Linked DNA regions of Canis lupus: all the other regions are linked to region 1. Evidence: chromatin contacts called from public Hi-C data. All regions are on one chromosome and are shown on one strand. Each heading gives the region's core, a stretch centred on a gene start, on an enhancer-like site or on the middle of the called end of the contact. The rest is flanking DNA. Distances are from core to core; before and after follow the strand shown. Region 1 holds the start of PRKCE (protein kinase C epsilon type). Region 2 overlaps PRKCE (protein kinase C epsilon type). Region 3 overlaps PRKCE (protein kinase C epsilon type).

What was found. Hi-C and Micro-C count contacts between places; a contact is called where the count stands out from the background.
Region 2: a contact with region 1 is called in a Hi-C map of blood, with 1.9 times the contacts expected there. The contact joins the enhancer-like site here to the promoter of PRKCE in region 1. A contact is called at or near these places in 2 of 9 Hi-C or Micro-C datasets (both in blood).
Region 3: a contact with region 1 is called in a Hi-C map of skin fibroblasts, with 3 times the contacts expected there. The contact joins the enhancer-like site here to the promoter of PRKCE in region 1. A contact is called at or near these places in 5 of 9 Hi-C or Micro-C datasets (amygdala, blood, liver and 1 more).

What each region holds. Positions count from the first base shown.
Region 1 is chr10:49,026,486-49,031,422 of UU_Cfam_GSD_1.0, forward strand. PRKCE (protein kinase C epsilon type) reads left to right here and starts at 3,620. Exons shown (of 15, transcript XM_038551201.1): 1 at 3,620-3,967. The coding sequence starts at 3,620. It overlaps LOC119876732 (a long non-coding RNA gene), which reads left to right. Exons shown (of 4, transcript XR_005365862.1): 4 at 1-841.
Region 2 is chr10:49,096,409-49,101,356 of UU_Cfam_GSD_1.0, forward strand. All of the region lies in intron 1 of PRKCE (protein kinase C epsilon type), which reads left to right. Among named protein-coding and RNA genes, the nearest start is that of PRKCE, 69 kb to the left of the region's middle. Within about 2 kb of position 2,558, at least 2 of the 20 cell types and tissues checked have an H3K27ac peak or open chromatin away from gene starts, as enhancers often do. A contact at or near this core is called in blood, where this site is marked.
Region 3 is chr10:49,150,253-49,155,049 of UU_Cfam_GSD_1.0, forward strand. All of the region lies in intron 1 of PRKCE (protein kinase C epsilon type), which reads left to right. Among named protein-coding and RNA genes, the nearest start is that of PRKCE, 120 kb to the left of the region's middle. Within about 2 kb of position 2,954, at least 2 of the 20 cell types and tissues checked have an H3K27ac peak or open chromatin away from gene starts, as enhancers often do.

The DNA of each region.
Region 1 (4,937 bases), core at 2,370-4,869:
ACTGTATGTTAACTAACTGGAATTGAAATAAAAACTTAAAAAGTGGTTAAAACACACACAAAAAAGGAGGCCACCCTGGTGTTGGTCACATCTGAGAATCGCAGCTTGATTATTCACATGGTGTGACAGCCTGCCAACCATACCCAGGTCACAGGGAAGTGCTATTAGAAGTTTGTAGGTTATTGGTTTTAAGAATGCCTAATCACTGAGATGGCAAATAGACCGTATTTATTTATGTATATCTGGGAAGTCTTGTCTGGGGAGGAGTGGAATATGATTATCACGCCAAAAGTTCAAGTTCAGCATGCCCTTAATTCTAAACTTATCTCCTGTGTAATACATTGAAGAGGAAGGATTTGGCCAATGTTTTTCAATACTGCGTACTTCTCCGTTTGCATGATAATCTCAGAGACAAAGAGTACAGAGAAGGTATGAAACACTCATGGATCCCTAAATTCATGAAATCCTTGTCTCTCTAGACTCCTCAACAGGACTGGGGCTAGGGGGGAAGCAAATGGAGCACTCATCATCTCAGGTATTGCATTTCAGGGGCACCCATCAACTCAGTAACAAATGATATTTTAATGCAACATTTAGAATTATTTACATTTTGGATATGCTCATCCACTTTTATATTAATTTAGGTTCTTAAAAATATTGCATTAAGGTATTACTCATTTTGATTACTGTGCTTATTAGTAACCTTTAAATTTTGCCTCTCTGCCAAGTACTTCAGCTCTATGACTGGCTCTACTTCCCAAATGAATTTTCAGAAGATCTAGCCCTACTTGCCACTGCCTTCCATCACATGCCCCTTGAAGGAGGAAACAAGTTGAGAAAGAATCATGGAAAAAATTCTGATGATCAAAAATATAAAAATTAAACAGCAGCGCAATGTACACCCTTGCACTTTGTCCAGCCAACAGATTTTAAAATACATCTGCTGGTGGGAGTGACCACGTAAGGCATAACTTTCATATCCTGACTTTTTTTTTTTTAAAGATTTTATTTATTTATTCATGAGAGACACACAGAGGGAGAGAGAGAGAGGCAGAGACACAGGCAGAGGGAGGAGCAAGCTCCACGCAGGGAGTCCCATGTGGGACTGGATCCCCCGAACCTGGGATCACGACCTGAGCCAAAGGCGGATGCCCAACAACTGAGCCCACCTAGGCGTCCCACATCCCGACTTTTTAAGCGCAGAAGAGCTCTGCTGTCCTCAAGACTGCATTTTAGCACTGCCTCCCCAGCTGCCCCATCCTACGGGGCAGGCGGCAGGCGGCGGGAGACGACAGCATCGGGGAGGGCACTGGGAGAGGATCACCTTGGGGCTCCCTGATCATTTCTGCGACCGTGTGCCGCGCTGGGTACCCAGCTGCTTCGGGGGCCGGCCTCCTTCCTCGCCTTTAATCCTCTTTTTAAACCTTTAAGCCACAGGCAACGATAACCTTTTCCGCTGAGAAAAATGCAATGGAGGGATGGGTTTTACATTCTGGCCCACGCTCAGGGCCGCGCCAGATAAGTAAGCGCTCCGTGGGCCGGGCGCACGGGGGGCCGAGGCTCGCACCCTCGCAGCGCCCGGCCCCGCGCGCTCCACCTCCCCGCGCCCGGCCCCGCGGCGGCCGCAGCCAGGGCCGCGCCCAGGGCCTCCGGGCGCTCGTCCGCGGCCCCCGCGCGGGGCCGTCCCCCGCCCGGCCGCCTACCCCGGCCCCGGCTCCCCGCGGAGGAAATTCTTCCCCGGCAGCCCCGGGCTCGCCTCACGTGACCGGCCGCCGCGGCTGCCAGCGAGAGTTTAAAGGTTACGGAGGAAACTAGCGCGGCCGCGGCCGCTCGCCCCCCGCAGGGCGCGCCCCCCCCCCCCCCCAGCTCGGGCGGCCGCCGGCAGCGCGCCCCTCGGAGCCGCGTCCCCCGAAAGGGGCCCGGACGGGCTCCAGGGTGAATCTGCAGTCACTTCGTGGAACATAAACAAACGCGGACGCAGCCGAGGTCCTCTCCCAAGCTTTCACTTGTCAACAAGTTCCCGCGGCCCGGCAAGTCCAGGACGGGTCCAGGACGGGTCCCCCCGGGGCGACGGCGCCCCCGCCCCCCAAGCAGGGGGACGACCCTCCCCGCCTCCCCTCCCCCGCCGCGGGGGAGCCGAGCGCCCCGGGCCCGCGGGACGCACCGACGGGCCAGCACGCCCCAGCCCGGGGCCGGGGGGCTCCCGGGTCTCCTCCGCAGGCCGCCCCCCGCCCCCCGCCCCCGGGGTCTGCAGCCCGGCAGCCGGGCTCGGTCGCGGAGCCCCGGGGAGATGCGCGGGCCGCCGGCCTCGGGGCGGGGAGCGCAGACCCGGCGTCCGCAGCCCGCAGCCGCCCCCCCCCCCGCGGCGCCCGCCCCCCGGCCCCCGCCCGGCCCCCGCCCGCCGCCGCCACCCGGCCGGCTCGCCCTCTCCGCGGCGGCCTCTCCTCGGCTCACTTTTCCCGTATTGCTCCCCCAACAGGCAAAACTTTCTATTTCCCCAAACACAGGAGCGCGCGCGCGTGCACACACACACACACACACACACACACACACACACACTGACGTCTTTTGCGCATTTCCTGCATTAGAGGGAGGGAGACTGGCTCGCACACCGACGGAGGGAGAGGAGACCGCGGGGGAGCGCGGGCGGGCGGCGAGCGAGCGGCAGCCGAGAGCGGGGACGCGGGGAGCGCGGCGGGCGGGCGCCGGCGCCCGGGAGGTGGGGCCGCGCCGAGTCGCAGTCCCGGCCCCGCCGCCGCCGCCGCCGCCGCCGCCGCCGCCGCCGCCGCCGCGCTGCGCACCGCCCGGTGCCGGCCTGCGCCCCAGCCCGCGCGGCGGCCGTCCCGACCCCGACCCCGACCCCGAGCCCGACCCCGAGCCCGAGCCCGAGCCCGCGCGGGGCTGAGGTTCCGGGCTCCCGGCGCCTCCCGATCGCCGCTTCGCCTCGCCTCGCCTCGCCTCGCCTCGCCCCGGAGGAGGCGGCCGCGCCGGCCGTGCGGCTTGTGGATTCTTAAAAAAAAAACTGGCTCCGAGGAGGACCATTTCCTCTCGACATGCATCCCTCCGGATAGACTGAACATCCCTCGACCCACCCCCCGCCCCGCGCGGCCAGAGGCAGGCGCTGGGTGTGCGAAGAGGATCCGGGTTGAAATCTGCGCCCCCGGCTCTCGTCCCCGCCCCGTCCCACGCCCCCCTCCCCCTCCCGGAGTCGAAATTTCCCGGGGATTATGTTTCGGAAAGGTAGGTGAGCGCCGGGCGCGGCGCCCGCGTCCCCGCAGCCCGAGCCGGGAGCCAGCGAGGCGGCGCCACAGCCCCCGCGGCGCGCAGCGCGGCCGGCAGCTCGGTCCCCTCCGGGAGGCGCTGCGGGGGGCGGGGGGGAGAGGCTCGCTCCGCACGCGGACGTCCCCCGGCTCTCCCCCCCTCCCTGCTTTCCGTTAGGAACCCGGCGAGGAAATACATGCTCCCGCCGAGGACCGCCCGCGCCCGGGCGCAGCGCTCCCAGGTGTAGGGGGAGAGCGGGGTGGGGCGCAGGGGACCCTGCGAGCGCCGGGGCGTCGGCTCTTCACTCCTGCCCTCGGGGCGGACGGAGGGACCCCGGCCCCCGCTGCCCGCCCCGACCATGGTAGTGTTCAATGGCCTCCTTAAGATCAAAATCTGCGAGGCCGTGAGCTTGAAGCCCACAGCCTGGTCGCTGCGCCATGCGGTGGGACCCCGGCCGCAGACTTTCCTCCTCGACCCCTACATCGCCCTCAACGTGGACGACTCGCGCATCGGCCAGACGGCCACCAAGCAGAAGACCAACAGCCCGGCCTGGCACGACGAGTTCGTCACCGATGTGTGCAACGGGCGCAAGATCGAGCTGGCCGTCTTCCACGATGCCCCCATCGGCTACGACGACTTCGTGGCCAACTGCACCATCCAGTTCGAGGAGCTGCTGCAGAACGGGAGCCGGCACTTCGAGGACTGGGTGAGTCCGGGCGCCTCCCGGGCCAGGAGCCCAGCTCGGGGGGCCGCGGGGATGCGCCCACGGCCTTGGCACTGGTCACGGGGCGCCGAGACTTCTTGCCATCTGGGCTGTGTGTGTGCGTGCGTGTGTGTGTGTGTGTGTGTGATGTGTCTCAGCTGCCTTGGGGAAGCATACTCCATTTCGTCGTAGTTGAGAAGTAGGCACTGGAGCCACGGAGACCAGACTTGCAGAGAGAGTAAGGCCCTCTAGCCCCCTTCAGACAATGGGCGCTCCCGGGAGCTTGCAAGCTGCGAGAGCCCCCGGCCCTGGTGCCCAAGGTTGGCGGAGGAGCCGGCGCCTTCCGCAGGCGCGTGGTGGGCTGGCTGCGTGTGTGATTGTGTGTGGGTGGGTTCCTCCGTCCTTGGAGAGGCACGTGGAGCCCTGGACTGAAGGCTCCTTGCACGTCCTGGCTTTGTCCTGCGCAGCAGCGGAGCGAGGGAGCTGCTTTATTTTTCCCTCCGGGAGGAAGCTAGCTTGCTTCGTCGATTCTGTTGCACGGTGGTTAGCTCATCTTCTGACATACGGGGAGAAAAACGTGTTCCTCTCTAGGATCCCTCCTGCAGGGTCCCAGCAACATAAGCCAAGCTGGTTTTGCCCCCATGCATCGCCCATGCATCCAGAATGAGTGTTGTGTTTTAAAAATGGTGCTGCTTGCAAGAAACTGGAAGTCGGTCGGTGCCTTGAATCCTACTTCAAGTTATTCGATTTCCCTGTTTTGATTTTCAGGATACTGTGCAATGAGATACTACCGCTAAGTCTGACATTGACTTAATTGATGACACTGTCAAAATATTAGGGACTTGGGAATGGGCCTTCCTTGTCCAAGTACTGTAAACCAAAGGCGCTAAACCTTGGCACCCAAAGAAGCAGGGAGAACCACCCTTCTTTTAGCTCTTTTTGAAAGGAAGGTGTTAAATTAGGAAATGGATTT
Region 2 (4,948 bases), core at 1,308-3,807, 69 kb after region 1:
GACTCCAGAGAGGTTTCTTTTTGTTTGTGTGGGCTATACGTATCAATACTTCACATCTCAAAATTAAAACCAAGACATTTAAGAATGAACTGAACATAAATTCTGTTACACATTAACATAAGAGCGTATTTTATGAAATATCGCTACATTTTCCAAGACAGAAACTTTAGAAGTGCGGCATTGTTTTATAGTTTCACAAGTCTCTTTCATGGCTGGCACAGTAGAAGTCAGCTGGATTCTTCTATCTCCTTCTGCATTCAATTTGTTGTCAGATCACACGTAGTCATGTAGCCCCTGGAAACTCTACTGTACACTCCTGACACTATGAAAGTGAAAGAGACAAAGTGAATTAGTATTATTATGAAAATAATTATTTGCAGACCCACTAAAAAGGTCTCCGGGACCTCTAGGAGTCCCCAGACTGCACTTTGGGAACCACTGTGGTGAGCCAGCAGGATGTAAACATGGGCAGAAGAGGGTGCCGAACTTGGGATGTTGGTCTTGGTGGGTCTCCCTTGGGAAGTAGGAAGAGGAAGGAAGGCCTATTGGACACTCTCCTTTCACTCCGGGAATGATTGTGTGGTCCCTCTCTGAGGTAATAGCATTGACTCCCCATTGCCTGACTGGGCAATGGACAGGAGAGCAGCCCTGCCCTCTTGGAGCACTCAGTCCACATGGCTTACACATGTGGTAGTTCACCCCTGGAGCCTCTGGGGAGCAAATGCTGTGAATCTTCCCTGTTAAAATATGCAACTGGGAAAGAGAGGAGCCGTGAGCCCAGGACCCAGTTCACATGTGTTTCCAAGGTAGTGCTCAGAGGGTGCCCGCAGGAGAGGCCAGGACTCTTCCCCAGGCCTGAGGTTTAAGCATTAGTTATCAGCACAGTTATGCTTCTGGGGTCCTGGGCTCCGGGTTAAGTGTCTGCAACTTGTTCCTGCTCACTGGCAAGGCGCTATCGTCTTTCCTAACCAGCTTGCCCTGTTGATGGTCATGATTCACCATTCCCTTCTGCCCACTGTGGGTTTTCTGCTACTCAAGACAGCTCGCTGGTTTTGAGTTTAACATTCCAACACAAGTTCTTTTGAATTTCTTCACGCTGTGATGACATGGCCCGTTCTTGCATTCTTTTTAGGAGATCCTGCTTTTAGTTCTTGTTTTCGAGAGGCTTAAACGGTCTAGAATCATTAGCGACCACTGCCTGACTTTAGGTTCTAAACATCATGCTAGGGTCCCCACTGTTTAGTTTTGATTCTCAGGATATATTTTTCTGAGACAAAATATTTGCTATTTTAAGGAACTAGATATGTGGTGGGAGCCTTTGGCTTCTGAAGATATTGTCTTGTGCTTCATAGAGGGCCTTGTAGGGTGGCTAAGGGGTAAGGGAAGCTCTATTCAGTCTAAGATTTGGCCTGAGAGTTCTTATTAGGAGACCTGCCGTTCACTGAGCAGATTTTTCTAGGTGAAGATGGTTGTCTGATGTGTGCCAGCCCAGTCCCTTCTCCGCCCAAAGTGAAACTGATACTGTATGACTGGGAGTTCATCTTTGTGGGCCAATGGGGCCATCTGCTCCTGAGAAGAAAATTATGTGTACACTGACAATGGTTTACTTACCTGTTTAGGCCATAGCTGTTTATTCAGTGTGAGCCGAATGCAAGGTGATAAGGGAGTTACACTCTGGATGTCCTTTCAGGAGAAGAAGATGTTTATTGAGGAGAGAAAATAAGCAAAAGAATGTTCTGTATGCCCAATGTGCACAGCAGTAAGTGTGAGTGGGTATCTCTGGCGGGAACCATCAGTGAGGGTGCAGTATTATCAATGGAGGCTTCCAGAAGAAGAGGGATTTGAACTCTGCCTTAAAGGATTAGAGGATTTGGACCAGGAGGGAAGGCATTCCTGGTAGCTTAGAGGATTTGACTAAGCTTTTGTGCAACATCTGTCATCCTGCCCAGATGTGCTGGCTATCATTTGGGCCACTGATGACTCTATTTTCTTGCCATCGTGGTGGTCTCTGCCTCTTGGCCCCACACTTGGGGCATGTATTTTCACGCTGTACCAGAACTCTGGAAAGCGAGGAAGGACACCGATGAAGCTAGCGCCCTGTTGGTCTAAAGTAGGCTGAGGGAGGCTGTGTATTGTGTAAACACTGTGCCTCTCTGTGTAAGTGTATTTTTTAAAGTGTGACTTCACATCCTTTCCAAAAGCCTTTTGTAGCCCATCAAGACTACGGTGATGACTGAGAAGCGATTCGTTCTAAATTAAAGGTACGATCAGTTTTGACTTCAAAGGGCAGGGAATCAAGAGAAATCTCTCCCTCCTGATTTTAGGGGAAACTTCAAATAAGACACTAATTGCCTGCCTGGCACCTAGGTGGCCAGAAACTTCTCTGGAAGCCTGTCTAGCAAACAAAAGAATAACAATATAAGCATTGACAGTTGTGGTTAACCACCCCTTTCCCCCCAGCACCCCTCCCCCAACACTACCACACCCAAACCCACTCACTCACTCTTCATAGGAGCCTGTTGTGCATGTAGCTTCCTTTGATGGTGGCAAATGCGCAATTGGGTGCCATTTTATATTACAGTTGTAGTACCCACATGACATTTTAGTCTTTAGCTCTCAGGCACAGACTTCTAGAATATCTGAGCTGGAAGGAATCATAATTATAAGCCTCTCTGTTTTCAAAATGGGGAACTGAGAACCCAGATTGCCCGAGACTCATCCAAGTTTCTCTTCACCAGTTCATGCTTTTCTTCAGTATCAGAAATTAATGACACTGCCACTTACTGACGCCCCCTGCTAAGCGCTTGTCAAGCATCAGGGACTTAATTTCTTGCAACAGCCATATGGAGAAGGTATTGTTAGCCTGCCTTCTTTAAGGTCAGAGAGGTTGAGTAATGTGGTTCCATTCAGATGTTAACAGGTAGTGGTGCAGAGATTTGAATTGAGATGCAAGTTGACTGTAGAGCACTGGCTCTTCACTACTACTGTAGTGAAGTTAGATTTATTTGAGAGAGAGTTAGAGTTAGATTCCCAAGTTAGATTTTATCTCTCTGCTCTCACTTCTTTCCCCACTTCCACCCCTCTCTCTTTTCCCCTGTCCCACCAGGGACCTCCCTCTCTGGTATGAAGATAGGATTCTGACCATGGCCACCATGATGACTCCAAGTCTGGGCTCCTTCCTTTGGGGCCTTTTTCATGGTTCAGAATCCTCATTCTGGGGACTTAGAGTGGCTGAGATCACACTGATACCAGGGGTCCTTGGCTGGTTAGTTTAGGCAGTTAGGGCAGCAGAGGCTGTCCCTTCTTATGTTGGCTTATGAGAGACTGAGCACGAGAGAGAGAAAGCAGATGGAAGGTTTTGTGAAACCCATCCCCAACTCAAGCAGGGGTCATTTGCATCATCTTTATCATCAAAGAGTATGTTCCCCAAACGGATGGCCTAGGATATACCAGTGCAGATGTGCTAGCAAGCTGAAGGGCTGCTGCCTGCAGCCTCTACTGTATTTGTCTCTGTCTCTGCCTTTCATTCTCTTTTCTTCCCTACAGCAGGAGCCTGGAGGGTATCACTCAGGCTCCATGATGCTCTGATTACTGACCTCTGGCTTATGTGAATTTTTACATGGTATTGAAGGAATCTGTCAAGAATACAGCTGTTTTTGCATCTGTTCCAGAGGTTCTGGGCTGTGCCAGAGGCTTCATCCTCCATAGAGGCTTATTTTTCAAGTTTGAGCAGAAAATAATCCAAGGAACACTAGCAATCCAAATGATTAGCCTGCATGCTGACTGATGCAGGCCAGAGTGGGGGCCGAGGGATGCTCTCGTCCTTCTTTACAAGGGAGAGACTGGTACCTTCACCTCATCCCAAGGGGAGCAGACTGAGGAACAGCTTAGGAGCCCACCAAATGGGAGGCAGGGTTCTCGACCCATCTGGGGTCTTATGAGAGAAACAGATCACTATGGAGGAGCTCTTTGGGCCTTGAGCATGTTTGGCATTGTTCAACAGCACTGACAAGAATGGATGCTTTTGAGTTCCCTCATTAACCTTGCATTTAAAAAGAGGAAGAAAAATGAAAAAAACCACACATCAGAAGAGCAGCACCGAGACAACAGTCATGTTGCCGAGAACACTGAGCCTGCATTCTTACTTGGGTAACATTTTTAACTGTCAAAGGCTTTCATCATTACCAGCTTCCCTTTGCTTCCGTTCCCTTCCCTTCTGTTCCCCTTCTTTTCTTTTCTTTTCTTTTCTTTTCTTTTCTTTTCTTTTCTTTTCTTTTCTTTTCTTTTCTTTTTCTTTTTCTTTTTCTTTTTCTTTTTCTTTTTTTCTTTTTCTTTTTTTTTTTTCTTTTCTGTCCTTAGGATGTTTCCAAGAAATAGTTCTCATTAAAAAAGGAAATCAAATGGGGCGATTGGGTGGCTCAGGTGGTTAACTCTCAGCCTTTGGCTCAGGTCATGATTTCAGGGTTCTGGGATTGAGCCCCCATATCAGGCTCTCTGCTCAGGGGGGAGCCTGCTTCTTCCTCTCCCCCCTATCCCTGCCTGCTCATATTCTCTCTCTCTTACTATCTCTTTCTCTCTCTCAAATAAATAAAATCTTAAAAAAAAAAAAAAGAAAAAAGATATCAACTTTGTGTGTCTGTCCAGCATATCACGGGAGACACTGAGCTATTATTTGTAAACTGTTTTAAAAAATAAATTTTAACATTTGTGGATTATGAAAAGGGTATTTCCCAGATTTATCTAAAAGGAAACCAAATCCCACTAGTGTGAAATAACACATGGAGGCTGTTAATGAAAATTTGGAGGTGTAGGAGATGCAAGTGTGGAAGACAGTAGAAGCTTGGGTGCCTGTGAACCAGGAAGTAGTCTTAGGCAAAAGGTAGTTGCTGGGGAAAGTCTGGGGCCAGGTACGAAGGTAGGTTTTAGGGCCAGTTGATTACCATAAAAG
Region 3 (4,797 bases), core at 1,704-4,203, 120 kb after region 1:
CGGCTTGTGACAGCTGATGTGTTTGAATCATGATTTTAATAAGGCCAGTATATTGCATTTGCTTGATGCTTTTTCAGTCTCTTTTCCTTCATAGATTTCTACACTCTCTTTTTCCTTTTAGTTTTTCCCATTCATTTGTTGAAGAAACTAGTCATTTGTCCTGTAAAGTTTCTCACGTTCTGGATTTTGCTGATTGTAATCCCTGTGGTGTCTTTTAACTTGTTCCTCTGTTCCTGTATTTCCGGTAAGCAGGTGATTAGGAGCTTGAGCAGAATCAGATTTGATTCCTTGGCCAAAACGTTGCAGCTGCTTAGGCAGGGGAATGAAATGACCAGGAGCAAGAGTGGTAGCATCGGGAAAGAAAGAGATACTTTCTCTTTCTCGGCCTCCCCAAGCAATCCTTTGGGTTTGCTCTCCATAGATGCAGGCGGGGGGCCAAGGAGGAGATTGCCCCCAAACCACCATAGGGTTGGCTTTGGGGATGCTCTGTGGCTGGGGGGGAGGGGTCACGCATCACCAGAAGTTTCCATAGGGGACCCCTGGGGCCATCTGCCCCTCCCATCTGGTCAGCTGGAGCTGACCAGCAAGTGGCTCTCTCAAATGGGAGCCAATAGCTTTTTCCTCTGCTGGTTTCCACTGGCTTTCTTCCCTTCTTCCCACCAGCCCTACATCTCCACTTAAACACACACACACATACATTCACACACATTATAAAAATGCTTTTCTCTCCTCTTCTCAGTCAGTTTATCCAGATGACACTGCTGAATCACCAAGGAAAGCTTAACTGTCTCAGCTCAGAGCTAGGAAAAATCTGGACAGTGTTTGCTGAAATTACTAGTGCTCTTGAAATGCCTTACGTGTGGTATCACACACTCCTGCAGGAGGATCACTTAATTTCGAAATTAAATGACTAGCTCTGAATTTTACTTCCTACTCCATCCCTAGAAACTCATCTTCAGCCACATTTGTCTTAAATGAGCATTCCCAGTTTTTCAGTACCTTTGGCTGGCTTCCCCTCCCCCACCACGGGACTAAGTTGCATTTCTTAAAGATCATTCAATTGCTATTTTCTATTAATCGAAGACTCAGGCCCAAAGCTGCTCACCACCAGCAGCAAATACAAGGTCTGTAAACGAACATGCCATTAAAGCAGCTAAACCTGATGATTAAATTTGCTATGGGGTCTTATCTCGGAGAAATGTATACTTTTCTTTTGGCCTTCTGAAATATTTTAAGAATGATTCCTTCTCATCACTTTCCTGAGCTCCTAGGAGTCTGTGCTGCCACAGAGTTTCTTTTCTTTTTTTTTTTTAAGATTTTATTTATTTATTCATAAGACACACAGACAGAGAGAGAGAGACAGGCAGAGGGAGAAGCAGGCTCCACGCAGGGAGCCCGACGTGGGACTCGATCCCAGGTCTCCAGGATCACACCCTGGGCTGAAGGCAGGCACTAAACCACTGAGCCACCCGGGCTGCCCAACACAGGGTTACTTTTCTTAGTTACTCGATTCATCAGCCTTCTTGCTGGAGAGAACCACAGGAGATAACCTGGTTCGGGGTTCTGCTTCCTCCCTCCCTGTCCCTTCACTTAAAAAAAAAAAAATACAATTATCTGAATCCTAGATGAGCTATATCATTTATCAGAATCAATCGGTAAGGAAGGGAAGTGAGCTTTGAGCCTAGTCCTTATCTTGTCTGAGCTGTGTCAGAATCCTTGTAGTTTTGATGATTTATCCACAGAGGTAAAGTCTGAAATAAGGGGCCTCCTTCATATGTGCAGTGTGTGAGTTGGGGATTATTCCTCCTTCAGTCTGCCACGTAAATTCTTTTTACCTGAGTTAAGGGGGTGGAGGGTGAGTATCTTCCTGCCTGAGCTACCAGTGCTTCAAGTCTCTTCTTACTGCCCTTTTGTGCACATCCTTCTTCTGACTCTGGCCCCACAGGCACTCACGGGCTCAGCTGCCCACTTCCTGGGAATCTACGTTGGCTTTGGAGACTCTAGCTATGTCCTTTCATGGAGGCGGTGTGGTGCAGTGAAACAAAGCCTAGGCACACGCTTAGGTTCAAGCCCTGAGTCCCTTCTTGGGAGTAGGGTGGTGCTTGGGCAAGTCACTCAGGTAACGACCGTCAGTTTCTTTATCTTTAAAATGGGCCGACAATCCCTATTTCAGGATTGAGGTGGCCATTCCAGACTGCACATCCCCAGCCTTTGGCATGTGCCACATGCGTAATAAATGGTCACCATTGTAACTGTGAAAAGGGAGAGGAGAATCCGGCCTCTAGGGAAGGGGGCGTGAGAGAGATCTAAGATAGAAGGCCAGTGTTTTCAGGATAATGTATGCTTTTGTTTGACCCTTAGATTTGGGAAGGATGGTTGTTTTTTATGAACTACCCACTTTTCTTCCTCCCAAGCTATAAACTGAGTGGAGATAATCAGCTCTCTGTCATATAACCTCTTGAGTGTTTTTTTTTGGTTGATTGATTATATATACATATATATGCACATACACACACACAGCACGGGGCTGGGGGTGGGGGGAGCTCAGCAAACCTCTACCCACGGTCCGCATAAGATTTCTGGCGAGGCATCTGCCATGGTTTCTTCATATCTGAATCCCCAAAGCAAACTAAGTCGGAAGCAGTGCATGAGAAACATCCCCTCTGGTGACCTACTCAGGTACTTACTTCCTCTTTATTATTTCATTACTTTTTGTCCCGGCGAATTTGCTCTTACAGTTTCAAGATAATCAATTTATTTTCATGCGCCTTCCCCATCCAAATTGGATTACAAATATAAATAGCTCTGCGCGGCCCCAGCGGCCAGCGTGCGCTCCCAGGCTGGTGCTTGGCAGCCGGGCTCCTTGGGCAGGCTGGGGCTGTTTGTTTATTTTCAATTGGAGCTCTAAGTGCTGGAATGACTTTCACCTCCTCCACACACAGCCATCTCAGAACCCCCTTTGTTCCCTGGGCGCAGAGGACAGCTATTCAGGGTTTTCACTGGTTGCGGTAAGAATGCCAGTTCCCTCGCCATCACCCTGCTGGTGGCTCTCCTGTGGTTAGCCTCTTTCATTTACAATTTTTTTCTACATCACGAAGTGCATTTTGCACACACACACCCCCACTCGCCTCAGGCTGCACCCCAAAGATCTACCTTACGCTTGCTATTTGCCTTCCAGGAACTGGAGAATACCACCAGGTGACATTGTAAGGAAAATAGGACCAGGTCCCAGGTCGGGAACCGTGGTCTCCTTGGTTGGAGTTCAGCTTTTTCCCTCACTGGAAATCTCCTTCTCACTTTGTTTTCTCTTTACTTCATGTGCATTTTGGGTTGTGTGGAGGTGGTTTTCTTACCATATTGTCTCACCTCCGCTGACAGATGTAGAATTAACTGGAATACGAGTTAGGCCCCACATGCCGATTGGGAACGCTGTTTTTCTTGGTCTTCTAGATGTGGGGATTTGTTACCCCACCCTGATCTCTGTTCACGGGGCGGGGGGGGGGGGGTGTTGCTCTTGGTGTGGTCCTTGAACCACCAGCATTCGACCTTCTAGAAAGTGAGGACTTAGGTCTGACTGTATCGTGGCGGGACCCAGGGATCTGCGATAGGAAAGTTGCAGCGTGCTGGTCTGAGTACGAAATGTCATCTCTGAAGATACGACTACTGCCCCCATTCATTTCTTCCTTTCTCTTCCAGGCTAGTGCTGAGCCTTGTCAGGACCCACCCCGCAGGCCGTTGTCACTCCAGTTTGGTCATAAATACGTTCATGCACATGTACCTCTCTATCTCCAGTATCTTTTCTCCGATGCTGAGATAATTCTGTGCTGGTCTTCCAAGGAGCTCAGCGTCCAGTTGAAGAGATAAGGCGTGCTCATGTGAAAAGAGGAGTAACCATAGCTGGCAAGGAAGGCTAAGTGCGCATGTGTGATTAAACTCGGTTTTAATGGGACGGAGGGTGTTGGCCCTGAGTGGGGTCCTGAGGAAGGATGGTGCCAGGTGGGAGGTAGCGGGAGAGCAGCCCCTCAGAGGCAACAGCATGAGTAGCAGCTTGCAGTGGGGATGAGGGACTCCTGTGGGTGAGGAGGGGAGCCAAACTGACCCAAGGAGGAGGAAGAATTGGGTTGGTTGTAAAGGAATGTGAGTCTAAGCTGCCTTTTGGGGAGCTTAAAAGATAATCAGATTAGTTGGGATTTCGGGAAGAAAATTTGGCAAATCAGTGCTATAATCAGGATCATGTTAGGCTTTGCAAAGTCAGAATCCCATTTGCTAATTTGGCGCCTTCCCCTTTCATTAGTTCGGGGTGCCCAAAATTGTAGGTTTGGAGAAAAAATACTACAGTACTTTTCCACTGGTGAGTCTGGAGAAAACGGTAGGTAAAGAGTGGACAAGGTGTTCCAAGACAGAAAAACAAAACTTTATATTATGATAATTTCCAAAAATTTATAAAGGTGTAACACTATCATAATTCTTAGTTCATCATGAAAAAACCATCCCCGTGAGGCAACAATGAGAAGTTCAAGAACCAAAGAATCTAACTTATGGGGATAGAAATCAAAATGGTGGTTGCCTCTGGTGGGGGTGAGGGGACGAGTAGGAGGGCAAGAGAGAAGTTTCTGGGGTCGTGATAAAGTTCTTTATCCTTATGGGGGTATTGATGCCATAAGTGTATGTTTGTCAGACTCCGCAAGCTGCACTTACGTTCTGAGCAGTGCACTGCATACAATTCAGGAAAATAAAGCTATTCTGGGACACCTGGGAGGCTCAGTTGGTTAAGCATCTGCTTTCGGCTCAGGTCAT